2 separate regions of the Anas platyrhynchos genome follow, and region 2 is linked to region 1. The links are chromatin contacts, called in public Hi-C maps. All regions are on one chromosome and are shown on one strand. The core of a region is the stretch at or near the end of the contact, and the rest is flanking DNA. Distances in the headings are between cores, read along the strand shown.

What was found. Hi-C and Micro-C count contacts between places; a contact is called where the count stands out from the background.
Region 2: a contact with region 1 is called in a Hi-C map of subcutaneous adipose tissue, with 4 times the contacts expected there. The contact joins the enhancer-like site here to the promoter of CCNF in region 1. A contact is called at or near these places in 4 of 8 Hi-C or Micro-C datasets (liver, skeletal muscle and subcutaneous adipose tissue).

Annotation. Positions count from the first base shown.
Region 1 is chr15:7,475,993-7,479,876 of IASCAAS_PekinDuck_T2T, reverse strand. It overlaps CCNF (cyclin F), which reads left to right and starts at 1,739. Exons shown (of 17, transcript XM_027468963.3): 1 at 1,739-1,888; 2 at 3,484-3,638. The coding sequence starts at 1,876.
Region 2 is chr15:7,523,223-7,527,106 of IASCAAS_PekinDuck_T2T, reverse strand. It overlaps TEDC2 (tubulin epsilon and delta complex 2), which reads left to right. Exons shown (of 10, transcript XM_072024068.1): 8 at 239-450; 9 at 2,592-2,741. The coding sequence ends at 2,738. Among named protein-coding and RNA genes, the nearest start is that of TEDC2, 7.6 kb to the left of the region's middle. Within about 2 kb of position 2,261, at least 4 of the 8 cell types and tissues checked have an H3K27ac peak or open chromatin away from gene starts, as enhancers often do. A contact at or near this core is called in subcutaneous adipose tissue, where this site is marked.

The DNA.
Region 1 (3,884 bases), core at 490-2,989:
AGATGGCCATGTTTAAGCAACACGAAACCCAATGCACACTGGTCTGCCTCTGATCTTGTATGTCAGGGATAAAGCCATCTGGATGTTCTGCCATCGGATTCCAGAGAGGACAAACCAGGACAAAGTTCACCACTGCTGAAAATCTCAACCATAATTATCACTTTCACAGAAAAGACAGAATATTGCTCTGAGTAATATATCTAATTAGAAGTCCTTTGTCTTTGTAAACCCGCTATAAACCCTCTGAAGATAGCCACAGAGAGACTCTCACATTAATTTCCCTTGACTTTGTGTCAGGCCCACACAAGGTCGGCATAGTTGTTCCAGTAAATGAGCAATGCCTTTCCAGTAATAAGCACTGGGAGAATGGTATCTTCTGGCTTTTGGCAAGCAGCATCCCTTTAGCTGCAGCTGCTTTGGGGCCAGCTCACCAGTTCTGGTGTCAGAGCACTGCTGCCGTGCCCTGCCCCAAACCTTTCCTGCATCTACAGTCACAGACTTTGTGTTCCTGCCACCTCACTGCCAGGTCCCAGCTCTGTGTGCCCGCCTGGGTTTCTGTTGTAAGCTGCCCCCTTCCCTGTGGCCTGCCTTCCGCTGCTGCTCCAGTTTCGGGGAGGGATGAGATCTACCTGAGGGCACTCTGCCCCATGACTCACGGAGCATCTCCCGGTGGTATTTTAGCTTTCTACGCGGTTATTCACGTTTTGTTTGCTGGCTCAACTTATTTTTAGTTGACAGAAACAGCTGTGAGGGGGAGAAATAAGGAACAAAAGCCGACAGCGTGATTAACTCTTTCACTCAAAACACTTCCCAGCTAAAAGGAGATGAATATTTGATGAGAACTCGATGCCACTTTGCCATGCCCCAGGACCGTGAGGCAGCTTTGAGGATGGAGGTGGATGTGCACGGGGGGAAGCCTTCCACAGCAGCTCCTGCGTTCAGGGCTGTATTCACACCTGTGGTCACTGCACGGCTCTGGGGTGGGCACGAGGGGCTCCGTCCCGGCACAGCGGCGTGGAGCCCCCCGAAATAAGGCACGGAGCCACCTCAGCTGGGCTCCCCCAGCACCAAGCTGGAGCACTGGAGATACCTCAGAGCCCCCCAAAACCCCTCCCGTGGGAGCATCCAGAATGTGTTGTGTGATGAAATACGCTCCTAAAACCGCGGGGTGTTATTAAATAAAACTCAGAGACACTCTAACAAATAGGAAAGTTTATTGAAGCTAAGCTGGGCCGTGCGGGCCCTGCCTGGCACCGCCTGAGGGGAGCGGGCCCGCAGGCCGCGCTGGTTGCCATGGCAACGCCCGCCCCGCACACGGGGGGGGGCGAAGGGGGGGGGGGGGGGTCCCTGCTCTCCGCACGCATGCGCCGCAGCCGCCGTGCCCGCGAGGTGCTCGAACCGCCAACTGCCCCGATTCGAATTCGCATCCTCGACGCCCAATCGCGGCCCGCGGGGCGGGCCCGGCCCCGCCCCCCCGCGCCCCGCCGGCCAATCAGGCGGCCCGCTGGGTTTAAAAAAAAAAGTGCGCGCGGCCGGCAGGCGTCGCTCAGCGGAGCCGGGCCGGCGGCGGAAAGGGGCGGGGCTTCCGCCAGCACCACCCCCAGGGTAGGCGGGGCCTGAGGGGAGGGGGCGTGGCTTGGGGGCGGGGCCGGCCGCGCGCTCCTTCCCTGACCCTCGCTGAGCGCCGAGGGGGCGTGGCCAGGCCCCGGGGCCGGAGCGGGCAGCGCCAAGCCCCGCCCCTTTACGGCTTAGCCCCGCCCCTCACCGCTAAGCCCCGCCCCCTGCTCGGTGAGGCCCCGCCCCCTCGGCCCCGTCCCCTCAGAAGCGCTCCGGGCGCCGCCGCCGCCGCCGCTCGATCCCCGGGGAGGCTCCGCGATGAAGGCGGGCGGTGAGTGAGGGCCGCGCCGCCACGGCACCCCCACACGCAGCCCAACGCGGCCCCTCGGCTCCCGGGGGATTCAAACCGGGGCGGGGACAGGGCCTCGGTGGGGTCCCGGGGTGGGGGAGGCCGGGGGGGACCGGCGGGGAGGCTCCCGGAGGTTCCCGGAGGCGGCCGGGCCCCGGCGGCGCTGCCCCTGCCGGGGGGGCTCGGCCTGGGGCTGGGCTCCCCCCGGGGCCTGTGGAGCCGGGGGGGGTGCGGGGGTCCCGTCCGTTCCCTTCCCGGTGTGTGTGGGGGGAGCCGCTGGGCCCCGGGGCTGTCCGGGTGCGGGGTTTTGCAGAGGAGCGGGGCCAAGGGAAGGGAAAAGGGAGAGAGCACCCCCTAAAAATCCCCCGTGCTCCCCCTTTATCCGTCTCTCTCACCGTGGGGAGGAGCCGGGAGCGGCACCGCGGGCCCAGCTGCTGCCTTCGGCCCCCACGGATCAGACAGGGCGGTTCGGTGTGGTACCGTGCTGCTCGCACCTACATCCAAATATCTCCACATGAGAAATGAGCCGGTGAGAATAGGGCCGGCAGCACGGTGTTGAGGTCTCCAGCAGAGCCAGGGAGTCTCCTAGGAAGCTTCTTTAGGAAGAAAACTAAATAAATTTCCCAGGTATAACCTCTTTTTGTGTGAGGCTTGAACCAGATTTGAAAAGTTCAATCAAGAAGCCCTCTGTGGCCAAAGCAAAGACCTTTAAGTGTCCCTCTAATTTATGGGGCTCAGGCTTTCACTTCAGAATTTAGTTTTGGAGCCCCCCATCTGTGAAGGAAACGTTCAGCCGCCTTCAGTCTCAGCAGTGGCCTCTGTTGCCCGTGCATCTGCCTGCCCTGGGTCCGGGTGGCAGCCCAGCACTGTGCTCTCAGTAGCAGACGGAGAAAAGTTTGGGTTTCCTGTCCTCAGAGAGCAATGCGCTGTGCTCCCCTTGGGTTTGCCCCTCTTGGCAGTGAGGGTGAACTCTTAACGAGCAACAGAAGTAGCCAGCGCCCTGGTCTGTGAGCCCTACAAAACGGTGAAGACTTCAGAGAAAGGTTTCCTGGTTCTTAGGGCTCTTCTCTGAGTGCCCGTGGCAGCAACTGGCTGCCCAGGAAGGTGGGCTTCTGGCGTCAGCAGGTTTAGTGGGTCTTAACTTCCTAATCGAGCCGGTCACATTTCAAGGTCTGTTATCAATTGAGGAGGAAAAGTTGGGAGGTGGGGGAGGTAAATGGAGTCGTAGTGGTGACAGTTTAACTAAACAGGCAAACGGTGGAGTTAGGGCGCAGGAGCCTTCTCCTGGGTGAGGAGTGTTTGAGCTGAATGGCACGAGCCATCCTTCCTGAGCATCTCAGCTTAACTGACTAAACTGAACTAAAAAAAATTGAACCAGTTGCTTCTTCGTAGCTAAGCCTTACAGCGTTCTGTGACGGGCTCAATCTCTACAGTTACAGTTTGAAGAAGTATTACATGCTGCAGTCAATAGGTACTTGATCAGATGCGTGTTTATGTGTGCATGTACACTGTAAGTGCCTTTTTTTTCTTGTACTGTTCCATCACTAACTGAGGTGTTCTTTGGTTTTGTTTCCCAGTGATTCACTGTAGGTGCTCCAGGTGTTTTTCTTTCCCTTCAAAGCGGAGGATAAGAAAACGGCCCCGCGTCCTGACGTTGCTAAGCCTGCCCGAGGACGTTCTGTTTCATGTTCTGAAAGGCCTTCCTGCTGAGGACATCCTCTCGGTCAGAGCTGTGAGTCTGCAAGTGCTTCTCCTCTGTCGCGTGCAATGGCTTATTTCTGCCATTAGGAGCCAGGACTGCATACAGGAAAGTCTGTGTCCAAGTAAACCTGAAGGAAGGCAAAAAATACATGCAGTAGCTGGGTATTTGGTATCCTAGTAACTTTATTTCTTGGTACTCAAGCTTCAAAATTGTAGCAGTGATATTTGTTTGATTTGTGCAACTTTTCTGTGGAAATTGTCTTGCCAACTCACTGGG
Region 2 (3,884 bases), core at 1,012-3,511, 47 kb before region 1:
GGCTCGAAAGTTTTACCTGGTGCGATTCAGAAGAGTTGGTGACGAAACCATCGAGAGACTGGGGACGCTGCATGCCGTAACTTAAGATGTCCCCATCGTGCCATGTACGAGGAGCTTACCCTGACAAGTCCAATGTCATTAGTCATTAATTTCTAGGGACACTAAGTAGATGACAAGTTCTGTGAGTACAGGTTTAACGTGCATATTCCTGTCTCCTGCCAATTCTTCACCCTGACAGCTGTTGAGTCCCAGAAGAGGCTGCACCCAGACTGCACCGGGGATGTAGGAAGCTGCTGTCCCGCCTGTGTTCCTGCCAGGGGTCGGTCATGTGGTGGTGCAGGCACGCTGGCTGTGCCTCTCCTCTGGTACTCCAGCTTCCAGGAGCTGAGGGACCTGTTTGCCTTGAAGCTGCAAGTGTCGATGCTGCACCAGGAAATTGCCTTACAAAAGGTGAGTCTTTAAGGTTGTTAACGCACTCTTAGGGCAAGTATAGGGCAAGAAAAGGGCAACTGTGGTGCAGAAGTTGGGATGCTGGATCGTGATGGAGGAGCAGTAGTACAGCAGGCTCTCCCAGTGGTGTTTCTGTGTTTATGCTTCACTCTGTCCCATGAGTGCCTCACTTTGCAGATAGCCAGACTTACTCTTTTAAGACCACAGCAGAGCGCTTTCAGTGTCAGACCCTTTTTTTAGCCACTCTTTTGGAATAAGGCAGTGGAGGATGTTGGAAGTGCTTGGAGATTGCTTTTGGCAGACCTTTATAGTCCCCCTTTAAATTTCAAACCACTGTGCTGCTACTCTTGACTCTACCTTCCTGAGACTTCCTGTAAGAACATGAAAGGAGGTCAGCTTCTCCACCAGAGAGCTTGCTGCACAGAGATCATTTGTTCTTCTCAACCTCCAACAGCAAAGGGCAGAGATCTGTGAAATCACATCTACCCTCTTCCTCTGAGATAGATCAAAGGCTATGTCAATGACAGAGTCTTTGGAAAAGCAGGGTATTTTTAATAACTTGAGGAAGAGTTATTTGTAAGTGGCCATACTTCCCTTTCTGGCTGAAGATGGACTGTTGCTTGTTTTCAACAGGGCTTTTAGTGCTATATCCTTGATTTACGGGTTGTGAGATCTTTGCTATCCGTGTGCCCATAATGTAGTAGTTACTGAAGCCTGATGCTTCATCGACTGGCCCTATTTCCTCTGCATCTGTATTTAAATAGATGCTTTGTGTTAGGTGAGCGCTGAGTATCTGAAGCAGCTCTGTGTAGAGTATGTGAGATAAGTAAAATTATTGGGACAGGTGAAGTAAATGGACATGGTACAAGATAAATGTACTGGGAAATGTGCTTCATGTTTCTGGGCCAGCCCTGTCCATTGCCTTTCTGTAGAGAAACAGCAAGAATCATAAAAAGTCCTGGTCCTGTTAACTCTTAGCTTGTCTTTGGTGTAGGTCTGTTTTCCTCTATCCTTCTGCATTAGGAGCAGATCAAGGGGATGGAAAAGAGAAGGGTGTTTCTCATAGCAAGTGGGGGAATGTAGCACTTCTTGTGCCAATTTTCTCCTTACGTCCACAAATCTTAACTCTTTCCAGAGATTAGCAACTGTGCTCTGTCCCTGTTTCCTGCAGAGGTTTGTAGAGGACTGGAGAGGGGAACCCCTGCAGATGTCCTGTACCCTGTTCTGTTTGGGTCTTCGTTTCCACCACTGAACCACACTTTGAGGGACGTGATTGTCACATGCAATTGATTGTCCACTCTTCTCCTGGGAAGCCAGCGTGCCTAGTAGACTGTGGAGTTTTAATGAGCAGACTGCTTGGTGCTCATTAGCAGATACTAGCTGAAAAATTCCCAGGCAAAATGCCTTTCTGAGTGTTAATTCAGGACTGGGGCACTAAAGGGTAACTTTGTCCTTCAACAGGAAGTACACTTCTGCTTGGGTTGGCAGTCCCAGCCATCATCCCAGAGCTTTGTGCTGCTAATTATACTGTGAAAGGCCAATGGTCATTTGGGAGTGTGGACTGAGATCACGAGCTAGGCTTAATAAGCCAGGGGTCAGATCAAGGAAAGTCAGACAGCTCTAGCATCCCCAGCAGCATCCCTGTTCTGCATGGGCTGGAGTTGGCCTCTTGCCCACCTGTCTTGTATTAATGTGACCCAAGTGGGAGGAGGCAAGAGCAATCAGTCGTAAATGAGCTGAACTTAGCAGTGGGTGAGTAAGCTGTTGGCTGTGTGGTTGCAGAGCTCCCAGATCAACTTCGTACGTGCTTGCTTTGAGTTTCTTGCAGAGAGCTGATCTCATCCCAGCGCTGGGCCTTCTCTGCAGCACGGTGCTGTCAGAGCCCGCAGAAGAAAAGCGCTGCCACTTATCTCGCTGGCTGAGGAGCACTGGGTGGCTGCTGGTGTGCTTTATGAGCAGGGGATGAACAGCTCTGTCGCTGTTAAATGTGACAAAAGAAAGCATTTATCTGCCAGTTAATGTGGTATTACTCATACTGCTCTGGTTAGCTCTTGCTTGTTATGCAGCCACTTCAGTTCCAGGAATCCTAGAAGCGCACCCTGGCCCTGCTCTGGTGACGTGTCTTCTTTGTTCCTGCCCAGCTCACGATGACAGAACTGCTGCCTGTCCTGGAGTCCGAGGCATGCCCAGAGGCCTCTGCAGCTCAGCTGTATCGGGCGATTTACACCCAGCTCTGTGAAGGCGGCAAGCGATTCCCTGTGCTGGTGAGAGATGAGCTGGCAGACTGATTGGTGAGAACCTCCTACCAGCCATTCACGTAACCAGAGACAGTTTTAAGCAATAAATCTTCACCAATAACTTTTTTTTTTTTTTTTTTACTCTGCTTGTTTGTCTGACTAAAGGAAACTAAATTCCTGGCTTTTGCCTTTTCTTTGTCTGTGAGTTTTACAACCTGATAATTCTGAGGCTCTCTGAAGCGTCAGAAACCTTCAGTGTTTCCATGGGTAGTGGTGTTGGCTTTTCTTCAAAGTCTTCCAAGGTCTCTCTGTCCAACTAGCTCTGGATTCTTGACCTCCTCAGCCACGACACTGCCCTTGTATTCAGACTGTAGCTATCTGTAGGATGTAATTTATGCTGTTTGCAGTATACTGGGGGCACAGCTTTCCAGTGTCAGTAAATCCGGAGAACCCAAGGTTCTGCTTCCCTATTACTATGTCCACAAAGTGATATATAACCAGCATGATAGTTGCATGCAGTGGTGCCTCTTCAGGAACCAGTCTGGTTTCCAGACAGCCAACTGCTTGGCACCTGCACCACTCTGCAGCTGGAGCAGTCCTTTCCTTTTAGCCTTCCAGCCACATTGCTGCTCAGAGCAGGGGCCTCTTCAGGCAGTTTCACAGCTCGCCAGGCTCTTTTATAACGACTTGCACTAGCCTACAACTGAAATACTTTTGCTGGATCATCTTAGGTGGTGATGGTGCCCGAGGCAGCAGTCTGAGAAGGGTTGGGCTATGTGCACTCGGGGGAGATTCAGGGAAATCCAGCTGCAGCAGCAGAGCTGACAAAGCAGCCCGGTAGGTGGCACTCAGCGCTTTGCATTGCTGCTGAACCTGTGCTGGAGCTGTTTTCCAGAGTGACTAGTGCAATATCCTGCCCAGCTATATAAATACAGGTACTCGAGCAGTTCTGACCTTATCACCACAGGAAAACTCTGGCTTTGGTTCTTCATGCATCTTAGGTCTGCGCGTGTGGGCCCTACATCCCCAGCGTTGCTGTGTAGCAATTTAATCAGTGCTTTAGAGTCGTATGGAATAATTCTGCATTTTTTAAGTCCATTTAGAGAAGGGCCACTGCAGCATTTTAATTCTCGTTAGTTTGACTTGCACTGTATCTGGACTGAGCTGTTGGTTTGGAGTGATTTGGCTCTTCGCAAT